Linked DNA regions of Mus musculus: regions 1 and 3 are each linked to region 2. A link is a contact called in public ChIA-PET and promoter capture Hi-C data. All regions are on one chromosome and are shown on one strand. The core of a region is the stretch at or near the end of the contact, and the rest is flanking DNA. Distances in the headings are between cores, read along the strand shown. Region 1 holds the start of Zfp597 (zinc finger protein 597). Region 2 holds the start of Pam16 (presequence translocase-asssociated motor 16 homolog (S. cerevisiae)). Region 3 holds the start of Olfr15 (olfactory receptor 15).

The links. Promoter capture Hi-C pulls out the DNA fragments that hold promoters and counts their contacts. ChIA-PET counts read pairs in DNA pulled down with a chosen protein or histone mark.
Region 1: an RNA polymerase II ChIA-PET map of memory CD8 T cells shows a contact between it and region 2, with 7 read pairs. The contact joins the promoter of Zfp597 here to the promoter of Pam16 in region 2. A contact is called at or near these places in 2 of 39 promoter capture datasets (cranial neural crest and frontonasal cranial neural crest) and 1 of 115 datasets of contacts at active chromatin or transcription factors (memory CD8 T cells).
Region 3: a contact with region 2 is called in a promoter capture Hi-C map of stem cell-derived epiblast-like cells, with 2.6 times the contacts expected there. The contact joins the promoter of Olfr15 here to the promoter of Pam16 in region 2. A contact is called at or near these places in 1 of 39 promoter capture datasets (stem cell-derived epiblast-like cells) and 1 of 115 datasets of contacts at active chromatin or transcription factors (embryonic stem cells).

Annotation. Positions count from the first base shown.
Region 1 is chr16:3,869,633-3,873,935 of GRCm38.p6, forward strand. It overlaps Zfp597 (zinc finger protein 597), which reads right to left and starts at 2,742. Exons shown (of 3, transcript NM_001033159.2): 1 at 2,427-2,742; 2 at 1,518-1,644. The coding sequence starts at 2,459. It also overlaps a transcript of Zfp174 not described here and a transcript of Naa60 not described here.
Region 2 is chr16:4,623,054-4,626,892 of GRCm38.p6, forward strand. Pam16 (presequence translocase-asssociated motor 16 homolog (S. cerevisiae)) reads right to left here and starts at 1,893. Exons shown (of 5, transcript NM_025571.1): 1 at 1,798-1,893. The coding sequence starts at 1,800. It overlaps Coro7 (coronin 7), which reads right to left. Exons shown (of 28, transcript NM_030205.4): 28 at 3,831-3,839. It also overlaps a transcript of Glis2 not described here.
Region 3 is chr16:3,836,370-3,840,576 of GRCm38.p6, forward strand. It overlaps Olfr15 (olfactory receptor 15), which reads left to right and starts at 2,606. Exons shown (of 1, transcript NM_008762.2): 1 at 2,606-3,544. The coding sequence starts at 2,606. The coding sequence ends at 3,544.

The sequences.
Region 1 (4,303 bases), core at 1,492-3,991, 750 kb before region 2:
GCTGAGGGAGCAGAAGTAGGACGGGGGAGGGGCTCCTGTAGGCTGGCTATTGAAGATAAGAATAATTCTGGAGAGACTCGAATGAAGGATAGGAAGGAGTGTTAAAATCATCCACCAGCATCTCAGCCAAGTGTGGCCACTTGGGGTTCCTGGTACAAAGTGTTTCTGTGAGTTCACGTATGACAAAAAGAAACAGAGATGAGCTGAAAGGATATGCTGAGAAAGTTGGCAAAAAAGAACCAAGGGGACCCTGGGTTGTTAAGTATAAACATACACACACACACATATATATACACACATACACACATACATACATACACATACACACACACATACACACACACATATATACACTACATACACACACACATATATAATATACACACAAACATACATACACACACATATATATACACATATATACACATACACACATACATACATATATACACACACATACACACACATATATATACACACACACATACACACACACACATACATACACACACATATATAATATACACACATACACTTACATACATACACACACATACACACACATATAATATACACACACATACATACACGCACACATATATATACACATACATACACATACACACACATATATAATATACATACATACATACATACACACATACATACATACATACATACACACATATATTCAAGAAGATAGAGGATAACATGAACATGGCAGAAGTGGAAAATATAAGTCATGAATTTTGAAAAATAGTTTAGATGTCTATGCAGGCATAGGGATACTGCATATGGTTACTCTTACGTTAGAAAGGCAAAATACCCCCTTAAGAGAAAATCTGTTTCTAATCTTTAGCAAATGACAAGTCTCTATGTTAATGAAGTTTTCTGAGTAAAATTAATTTGACTCCAACAATTATTTAAGGAAATTACAAGGTACTGGCACATATATGAAACCATGGTCACTATTGTTGACTGAATTTCTTTTAAGAAATCATTTCAGGGCTAGGAAGATGGCTCAGCATATAAAATGTTTACAGTGTAAGCTAAGAACAGGAATTTGGATCCCCAACACCCAGAAAAAGCCAGGTAGATGTTGTGGCCCACCTTGTTATCCTGGCACTCAGGATATGGAGACAGGGGATCCCAAGGCAAGCTAGCTAACTAGACTTCAGTAAGTAGAGTGGAGAACAAATGAGAAAGTCACCTGACATCACCACTGGCCTGCACACTAATGCATGTGCACTGGCCCTCATGCTCACACAAGGGAAAACATTATCTGACTCTGACACTTGTTCTCTCCTACAAGTTCTTGCTATAGCTATAGAAATCCACATATACATGTGATTTTGATAGATAGATAGATAGATAGATACGTATACATAATACACAATATGTGTGTGTGTGTGTGTGTCACAGATAGGTCTCAATCCACCACCAGTGTGGACAAGGCATACAATGTTCATCCTAGAACTGATGAAAGTTCCATAATGCAGGAGAAACAACTGTCTTACCTATCGAGTCCAAATTCTCAAAACTCTTCAATGGGGCTTCTCTGCTGAGGGTCTTCTGAGCAGGGTGCAGACTCACACATTCCTCTTGAGAAAAATACACATCCAGATCTTCAAATAGCAGTGGTCTCTGAAACAGAAGCACTGTTGTTAGTATAAAAAGCTAGCAGGTCAGTTGAGTGTCCTGGAAGGCTGAAAAGAGCTAAACCCCTCCGCATTCTAAGGCGAAAAGGCTTGGTGTAAAATATTCCTCCCTGGGGGAACTCTATGGCTTGAATAGGGTGGGGGAGAGAGCATAAACATAAATTTTCAAACAGTGGTGTGAGAATCAAGAAGTACACCGTGAGAACGTAGTCTTTCCTGAAAAGATAAGTGAACAATTCTTGGGGAGAGAAATTATTTCGGATTCTCTAAGAAGGGAGGGGAAGGGGGGGGGGACGACACTGGCCAGCCCAGTAAGAATCCTGAGAAATAGTTTTTAGGAGTTTCCTAACATCATTCTTTGCTAGTTTGTGTTTCTTTTTCATCAGTGATTGCTCAGCTACACACACACACACACACATCACGACCACCACCACCTAAAGCTCTAGTTCTCTCCTAAGTTTACTGTTCCTGTAAACCCATAGAGCTTTTGGTGTAAAATTCACCTGGGTTTTAATTATCATTATTCAACAGGTGTGAAGCCCAGGAATCTGCCATTTGGAGACGCATTTCAGCAAGATAACTTTGAGAAATTGTTATAGACCCCTGCTAGGGCTCTCCTCCACCTGATGATTCTGAAATGAGGAAGTCGGTAAGCCAAGAAACGTAAGACAGCTTGGTCAAAGGGCTATCTGAGGAGGCGCCTCAGGACCTGCGCGTCTAACTGCCGCCAGGTCAGGACACCTGTAGGAAAATAGCGACACAATTCACCTGCTCATCCGATGTGGGGAGCGTGGACGCCATCTGGGGAAAGGAAGGGCTCCTTAAGTCCCCACGTTTGGACAACACTTCGAGTGGAGAGTCTCCAACTCCGCTGCCAGGCCTTTCCACTTCGCCCTCAAGCTCCTTTGAGAATCTGAGCTGACGGCTTCTTTCTCCAAAACAGCTCTGAAACAGCCACACTCACCAGCCCCGGAGTACCGACAACCTCGCCCAACCCGGCAGAAGCAGCGTGAAGCCACGCCCAGCCGAGACGCGACAAAGGAGGCGGAGGCCACCACAACACTCCCACGCTCCCATGCTCCCCACGCAGTAGCTGCAGGGAAACCGCCGGAAGCGACCCCCCCCATCCATCCTGCATCCTGATTGGCCAGCGTACTCCCGAGGCGGCGGTCCCTCCTTAATGGACCAATTGAGCAGCTTCCCGAGGACCTGAATCGCACCTGGCAACTGAGAGGCTATTCCTGAGCTTCTACAAGCAGCCGTTTCCGGTTCCTCTGGCTGGGTCTCGGTGGTGAGTGCCCCGCCTGTTGATATGTTCAGTCGGAGCAGTAGAATGGTCCCTGAGGGACACGGTGATTCCGAAAGCAGAGACCGGACCACTCTGGAGTCGATCACGGATGGCGGGAACACACAGACGCTGGGGGGGCCGGAGCTTTCGGTAGGAGGGGGTGAGGTGAATGAGAGGCCCCGAGATCCAGGCTTAGCTTGGGCCCAAGCCCAGTCTCAGATGGATTGTGGGGCTACGGTGTGTAAGAGGTTATCTTTGTGCAATCACAAATTCAGGTCAGGTTAGCCTTGTTGCTCGTGTCCGTTCCCGAAGTATTCTAGGGACATGAACCATTGTACCCGACAGGTGTAGTCCAACCAAATGATTGGGGCCCATAGCGGACATCGAGCGGGAATAGACCGCGGATTTCCTTCGCAGGATGTCTGGACCTGCCCTAGTGGCAAATGTTCTTGTAACCAACATTGAGCAGCGAATTGAAGATTCAAAATCATAAAGTCGAGCTCTTTCTAGAACTGTCACTAATTAGATGATCGTGCCAATTTTCCCCCCTTTGGTACTGAGGGTGAAACTACGGTTTCACGCATAGTAGACTTTCTACCACTGAGCTCAGACCCCTATCCTTGTTTTAAACTTTATTTTGAAATGAGGTTGACCCAAGCTAACTCTGAAATCACTGTATAGCCCCAGTAGACCTGCAATTAAGGTCTTGCCTCAGTACCCCTTAGTAGCTAGATCCAAACCCACATCTGGACACCTTTTAACTTTGCTTTCCTCAGCTGCAAAGAGCCCATAGTGCCTCTCTTTGATAATACAGAGGGCAATTTAAACTATTATAAGATGTTAAGTGAAAAGATTCGCCAGATTATGAGAAAGAGTTTGGGGGTCAACAAACAAGATTAGTACCTTGAAAATTCCAAATAAACCCCAGGTCTCTTGTCTCTTTCGTTAGAGATGGAGTCTTACTCTATGCCCTTGGCTGCTCAGAACTTGCTCTGTAGACCAGCCTGGCCTCCAACATCGAACACATCCATTTGCTTCTGCCACCCAAGTGCTGGGATTAGAGATGAGGCCACCCCACCCAGTGCCAACATAATCTGTTATGCTAATGTCAGGTTACTCAGGGATTGGCTGCATGGTTATTAAAACATTTGAGGTGAAGAGTAGTGGGATTTGACAGAATGTCAGGATAGTTTCAACTGCCAACAACAGAATCTAACGAAACAATTAAAGCAGTTGTGTTCATTCTGGGGCTCAGTGGCAGCATACAGGCCCGTGTTTCCTATTAAATATGTTGATAATGCCAATGGAACACAGCTACTGCATGCTAACTTTTTTTGTTTAATGGACCCATCCCAAG
Region 2 (3,839 bases), core at 643-3,142:
TCCCAAAAATGATGCTTAAGTCATGGAAGTGCACTAGGAGGGCCCTAGCTTTCAGGTCTGTGTACAGTGTTCCTCCAGTGCACAGTGGCAGGCCTTACAAATAGTTACTGGTGTCCCAGCTAGACAGGAGGAAGGTGGGCACTACAATGGCATTTATGACAGTGTTTCTGGGTCCCTACTGGCCTGAACAGCACATATCTGAAAGAACATGATTGTTCATGAATCAACACTTTAATCAAGTCACTCTTAGCTCTGTTTGGTCAAAGCTACAGTCTCATACAGTCCACTCCCCAGGCAGGATTTCTGTATGCCTCCAATGCTGAGGAAAGGCTCTGGCGGGGGCCCAGTTCTTGCACAGTGCCCCACCTCTGATGCACTGCACTGACCTCCTTCCTATCTAGACACTGTCAGAGACTCAACACTGCCAAGGCATGGTGGTAGTAGTGTCCTTGGGAAGCGGAGGCAGGAGGGTTTGAGTTATAAAGCATGACAGTACCCCAACCCAAACCTGGGCCATTCCTAAGGACCTGACAAAATTAGACATAATCGGACTCCCAGGGGTAATCTTCTAGGCTCCTCTTACCTCACCTTCCAACAGTACTTTCTCATCCTCTTTTGGATGAGAAATCCATCTGGGGATGGATTTAAGGCCTTTTACCTGTGGTGGGCAAGCACTGCAACACTGAGCTATACTCTCAGCCCTATGTACTAAAGTTGCCCTGGAACTCACAAATTCCTGATCTTCCTGGCCCAGCCTTTCAAGTGCTGGGTTTACAAGTATAAGCCTTACACGAGCAGCTGAGGTAAGTTCAAGGTGGAATGTGGAGAATGCACGCTAAAGACCGAGTTCCACGAGGAACCAACAAAGGTTCTTACTAAATGGCAGCGACCTAATTACAAGGAATAATATAGTGGCAAATGTTTAGTCTCAGAACAGAACACGAACAAAGCTGGGGCCAAACTGACTCTTGTGGGAAAGATGAGCTTGGAAAAGTCAAATTCTCTGAGCTTCAAATCCCTTAAATTAAAATGGGGACGATTGAGAAGGCTTAAATGACAATCTACATAAAGCTTCAGCTCCAGACAACGCATTGTGAGCGGTTAACTACTACCTACTTTCCCATGGTCAAGGAAGATGCTCCCAGCTGGGTGAGATGGCGCACACCTTTACTGCCAGCCCTTGGGAGCCAGAGGCAGAGACAAAAGGATCTCAGTGAGTTTAAAGCCAGCTTGAGCACATAGGGCGTTCCGGGCGAGCCACACTATCTATATACATAGTGGTACTTAGTCTCAAACAAACAGATAAATAGGCTTCCCTAACCTTCCAATCACTTAGGGGCAAATCTCAAGAACCTGCGGGCAACTTTCAGGTGCCAATGGTGCCAAAACGCTCAGCCTTTCTGGTTTCAATTCTAGCAAGTCTCAGGTCTACCACTTCCTTGGATGAGCCAACTGTCAAACGCGGTTAAAAGCCAAGCGACACAACACCAATATCGCCGAGTCCTGCCACTCAGGAGCCGGCCCAGTCAACGACCGTCTCCTCCCACTGCCCACAGCGGACCGCGCACGCCGAGGCAGGGAACGCACAGGCCGGGATTGGCCGGGAGCTTTCCGCCAACCGAGCCTCGATTCCCCGGTCCGCGGTCGTCACTGCCCGGGCACCAACGACCGACCGGGCGCCACGCTACAGACTCTGCTTCCTGTGAGGAACCCGGGGGGCTCACGGCATCAGGACCAGAGCCCGCTGCTGGACTCCGATTTGACCTCCCTTCCCGAACACCCCATCCCGGGCCTCACCATGGCGGACGCTCCACTTTAGGGGGACGGGTGCCGCTTCCCGACCCAGTGGGACCAGCTCAAGGGTTGCTGGTGGGTCAGAGGTCAAGGGAGACCGGAGAGCGCGTGCGCAAGGACGCGACGCGTTTCCAGAGGCGTGACTCTCGCGGCACCGCGCATGTGGGCGGAGCCTGCCTCGGGGCCAGAGGACCAGTGGGCGGCCCCAGACTTGGTGCAGTTTGGTGGCCTTCCCTTCATTTTCCCAAAACACTTAGGAAGAAGCTATCATATGAAATAAACCAGAGTATAATAGGGTTGGATGTTAAAATCGCTAGAATATTTAAGAGAACCAGGTATTTCAAAATAGGATTTATTTCACATTGCCCCTTCTGGTGAAGCTCTTTCCTAGACGCCTGAGGAACTGTTTCTGCCCATGTTCAGTCAACTTTGTAATCTAATGCCATCTCCTCAGTGAGGGCCACCAAGTCCCCTACTACAGTGGCATGCCCAGCACGCTGTCCTGATTTCAAAGGTCTGAGGTGTCCTTTAAACATCAGATGCTTAGTTTATTCTTTTCTGATTTTTGTTTGTTTTGTTTTTTTTGAGACAGGGTTTCTCTGTGTAACTCTGGCTGTCCTGGAACTCACTCTGTAGACCAGGCTGGCCTTGAATTCATTGCATTCTGCCTGTCTCTGCCTCCTGAGTGCTGGTATCAAAAGGCGTGCGCCACCACTGCCCAGCTGCTTCTGGAATCTTTATGCCAGGTTTGGTCTCTAGTCAAGCTTCTTTGCTTGGTTTGCAAAGGCTTCTCGTCAAGTCCTCACAAGACCTTCTCTGGTCTGTGTGTCTGTGTGTTGGGACAGTTCCATCAAGACAGCCGTAATTCACACACCAAGCAGTTCCACCTTTTGGAGTGTACAGTTCAGTTTTGCCATGACCAACATCCAGATCAGACCAGTTCTTGCCCAGCAGCCACGCACGTCCCTACTTTGAAATCTACTCATCTGTACTTTGTGTCTGGGTTTCTCCTCAACAGTCCACAGACTCAGAATCGGAACAACACATGGTCTTGTGACTCCATTATCATTTCATGCTTCCTTTTTTCCCCTTAGTTCTCAATTTGTGCATCTTAACTCCTTTGGCAAATTTCTACCTCCAGAAATATTTACATTGTGATATATAACAGTACCAAAACTACAGTTATGAAGTAGCAATGAAAGTATTTTTTATGATTGGGGTTCACAACATGAGGAACTGTATCAAAGGGCTGCAGCATTAGGAAGGATGAGAGACACTGCTCTATGACATAATTCTTCTTTTTTTTTTTAACATTTATTATCATTGCTATGTCTCCTACTAGAGTAGGCACTCACAGTGAGCAGGACATTTATGCCTTTACTCCTAGCTATCAAGCACCGGGACGGCTGCCTGGCATGGGTACTCATGTATGTTTGGTGAATGGCCTTAAGTCAGATGCCTCTAGACTAGTGGTTCTCAACTCTCCTAACCCTTTAACATAGTTCCTCATGTTGTGGTGACCCCCAACTATAAAATTATTTTTGTGGCTACTATTATGGACCGTAATGTAAATATCTGTGTTTTCTAACATGTTAAGCCACCTGTGAAAGGGTCACTTGACCTCCCAAAAGGGTTTGTGACCCACAGCCTGAGAACCTCTGACCTAGACCAGTGCCCAACCTACCTCCACACTCTCCCTTCCCTGCGTACAGTGCTGACCTTCCATTTGCTTGCCATTGGGTCCTGCAGATCTTAGTTTTCACTTTAGGAACGGAAACATCTCCCCCTCAGGCCCTGACCCTGCCATGAGCCCAAGTCAGCTCCTTTTCCGTTTCCTCATTGCTTTCCTATGCACCACTGGTTCCCTAGTGTAACAGAGCTGCAGTCAGCGGAGCGCCATCTTTCCTGTATATTACAAGGAACGTGTAGCAAAGTGAAACCAGCACGAACAGGAACAGACCCAAATCTTGCTCGCTCACTCATATCCCTGTATCCTTCTTTCTATATTCCCAGGGAGTGGAGCAGCACAAGAGGCAGCCAGCTTA
Region 3 (4,207 bases), core at 1,356-3,855, 790 kb before region 2:
GGGTCTGTTCTCCTCATACACTTCCCCAAGGGGAGGTCTGGACATATTACTCTTTTTCCAGTATGCCGTACCATCCTAATTCCTTCAATGTATGTTCCTGTGTATGGCAGAGGGGATCAAACCAGTCTAACTTAATAGAATCTGCTCCTCATGGGGCACACCAGATCTTGCCATTCATCCTGTAAGTCTTGTACCCAGGGAGTTAATTGTGGTTGTGGGCACTGTTCTATACTTATTAACTGACTTCTTCTTCTTCTTCTTCTTCTTCTTCTTCTTCTTCTTCTTCTTCTTCTTCTTCTTCTTTTGACAGGGTTTCTCTGTGTAGCCCTGGCTGTCCTGGACTATGTAGACCAGGCTGGCCTTGAACTCAAAAATCCACCTGCCTCTCCCTCCCAAGTGCTGGGATTAAAGGCGTGCACCACCACACCCGGCTTAACTGAACTCTTGCCATCAACTGCCAAGTCCTCAGACTCTGGGTCTGGGTCCATTGTTTTCTCTTTGTTGTGTGCTTCATCCTTGGGGCTAGTTGTATCCAAGAGTAAGCCGCAGGTCTCAGAAAATATGGTAGTGTGACTGAGAAGAAATGACACCCAAAAGTTGTCCTCTAGCCTCCAGATACGTGCACACATGCACCTGCACATACACTCATATACATAAAATCCTCTTGAAGTTCTGTGTGGATTCTAGCATCAGGATTACCAATATTTTGCTATATGTGGATTAAAAAGGACAGTTTCAATCTTTAGTCAAGTGGCCCTTGACAGTTGCAATAAAAGCCCCTAAGCTCACCTACACACTTCCCTGGTTAGGCCAGTAGCTGAAGTTCCCATGGAACAGACAGGCCACAGTTCAGAGAAACGACAGAATTCTCTCCCAACTGTTGGTTTCTAGGTGACCCATGAATTATTTACTGTTTAGATCCTTTTAATTAGTAGGCAAAAGAAGAGAAAAGATCTTGGTTTTCTTATATTTAGAAATAGCAGTCTTGTGGGTAAAGTGCTTGTCACACAAGTCTGAGGACCTGAGTTCAATCCACGGCACCTACATAAAAAGGCAGCTGTGGTGGTATGAAGAAGTTAGATGTGACAGTACACCTTGTCATCCCAAGACTGGACAGGGAAAACATGTGGGGCTAACCAAGAAACCCTAGGTTACCATAAGAGACCCTGATTAAAAAAGCAAAGAGTACCACTTCTGAGGAATAACACTTAAGGCTGACTTCTGTGCACACACACACTGCCCAAGGAGATGTTAATTGGCTGTTATTGACAAGAGTGTGTTTGCTGCTTTGAGAATGTTAAGAATGATTCCTTGGTTTAGCAGTAAACACAGTAGACTTCAAATTATCAGGTATATTTTAATTTCCCTTACTATGGACACATGTAGATTGATTTAACTTCCTTACAGAAAATCCACTTATATATTTCACACATTTGACTTAAGCTTTTTTGGCATGTGTTTATTTGTTCTATATTCACCTTCTTCACTGACAAATTCATGCTTTTTGTGTATGGTGAATATTCAGTATTCTCGTTAGTTTTTTAAATTATTTTGGGTGTGTATGTTTTACCTGCGTGTATATATGTGTGCTGCATGTATGCAGTGCCCATGGAGGGCAGAAGAAAGCATCAGATCTATCAGAGTTTGAGTTGCAGACAGTTGTGAGCCTCCAGGTGGCTGCTGGGAACTGGACCTTGGTCCTCTGGAAGAGCAACCAATGCTCTCAATGGCTGAACATCTCTCCAGCTCCTACCATCTCTCTTTTTTTTTTTTTTTTTTTTGAGATCCGATAGACACATGATGATCTTTCCAGACCAGGAGTTTTAATTTGAGAAGAGAGGACTATAAAAGACAGAGAAAAGGAATTTCTTTAAAGATTATTTATTTTAAAGATTATTTATTTTGATGGTCATGGTGCCACATGGCTTTAATCTCAATACTCAGAAAACAGAGCAGGTGGGATCTCTGTTAAGGCTAGCTTGGTCTACACAGCAACTTCCAGTCTGCCTAGGGCTGTATAATGACAGACTGTCCAAAAAAAAAAAAAAAAGACTTTATTTTAAATCATGTAGGCATGAATTTTGGGTGGTATGTTCACATATGTGCAGTTGCCAGAAGTGCATGTCAGATTCCCTGGAACTGGACTTATAGGCTATTGTGAGATAAGGGCGCTGAAATCCAAAGTTGGAATCTCTGCAAGAGCATTCTGTGCTCTTAAATGTTGAGCCATCCTTTCAAGCCTGAGAAAGAAATCTATCAGTAACTTCCGGGGAGATTTTCCAAATTCACTGTGTGTTTCCCTCTTAGAGCAAAAGAAAACTTGGCTGAGGAAATTGGTGTTTTGAGAAGGTATCTGATCTAACCTGCCCCTCTGACCTGTTGCCCTAGCTGTTGTCTGTCCTCACAAGGCACTCCCTTCATCTCTGTGCTAGGTCCCTTTTGACATCCCAGCTCAACTGACAACCAGGGCTTGCATGAAAGCTCGTGGCCAGGAAGGGTGGACTGGGCTTTAGCTGCGGAGCCTGAGGTGCACTTTGGATGCAGGTTTAGCAGTAGCTGCCTCTTCCCTTGCCTGAGCAAACTTCAGTGACTGAGGCAGCCGGTGATGGAGGTGGACAGCAACAGCTCCTCTGGGAGCTTCATTCTGATGGGTGTCTCTGACCATCCCCATCTGGAGATCATCTTTTTTGCTGTCATCCTGGCCTCTTACTTGTTGACGCTGGTTGGGAACTTGACCATCATCCTGCTTTCGCGCCTTGATGCTCGGCTCCACACACCCATGTACTTCTTCCTCAGCAACCTCTCCTCTCTAGACCTTGCCTTTACTACCAGTTCAGTCCCTCAGATGCTGAAAAATTTATGGGGGCCAGACAAGACAATCAGCTATGGTGGGTGTGTAACTCAACTCTATGTTTTCCTTTGGCTGGGGGCTACTGAGTGCATACTGCTCGTGGTGATGGCATTTGATCGGTATGTGGCAGTTTGTCGGCCCCTGCACTACATGACCGTCATGAATCCTCGCCTCTGCTGGGGGCTGGCTGCTATTAGCTGGTTGGGTGGCTTAGGCAACTCCGTGATTCAGTCAACATTCACTCTCCAGCTCCCATTTTGCGGACACCGAAAAGTGGACAACTTCCTGTGTGAGGTACCCGCCATGATTAAATTGGCCTGTGGAGACACAAGTCTCAATGAGGCGGTGCTCAATGGTGTTTGTACCTTCTTCACTGTGGTCCCAGTAAGCGTCATCCTGGTCTCTTACTGCTTCATTGCTCAGGCAGTGATGAAGATCCGCTCTGTGGAGGGACGTCGAAAGGCTTTCAATACGTGTGTCTCCCACTTGGTGGTAGTGTTTCTCTTCTATGGCTCTGCGATCTATGGGTATCTGCTTCCAGCTAAGAGCAGTAATCAAAGCCAAGGAAAATTCATTTCTCTCTTCTACTCTGTGGTCACACCCATGGTGAATCCGCTCATCTATACTCTAAGAAACAAAGAAGTGAAGGGGGCCCTGGGAAGATTGCTGGGGAAAGGAAGAGGAGCCAGCTGAGGACAGCACAATCGTCTTCATTTCTTATTGCCTCTCCACCTTGCATTCTGTTTTCTTATGAGAAGTTCTGTCTTCAGTAAAGCCAATGCATATTCCTGACAATTCTACACATTTGGAAGATGGTTAGTGTTACTTGAGACATTCTTTGTTTATTTTCCAGAAATACGACTGTGGACCACAGGTAACAGGGCAGATATGTATCGTTGTAGGTCCAGAGACTATTGACCTACAACAGATCCATTTCAGTGTCCCTGACTCTGAGGTCCACATTATGTGTTATAGCATAATTCTGATGAATTTTTTTTACTTCCTAAGGAAAGAAACGTGAAGTTTCTTGTATAATTTTCTGTAATTCCATGAATTGACACCACACGTTATCAACTTCAGATGAAAATAGAATTCATCTTGGTATCTTAGCCATCCACCATCGTGTTCCGGTTCTCTGTCTCTTCTTAGTACTACATACAGGCTAACTATTCATGCTTCCCATCTCCTTCTCACCTGATTATCCTTTTCTGTATGTCTGCATCCAAATTTACCTTCTATCCAATGTGATAATTAATAAGAAAAGATAGGCAAGACCATTTGCCTTTCAATACTAGCCTAAAATGTCTCCATCTGGCTTTGTTTAAATCATTGCAGCTGACAGCCAGAGCCATCGGG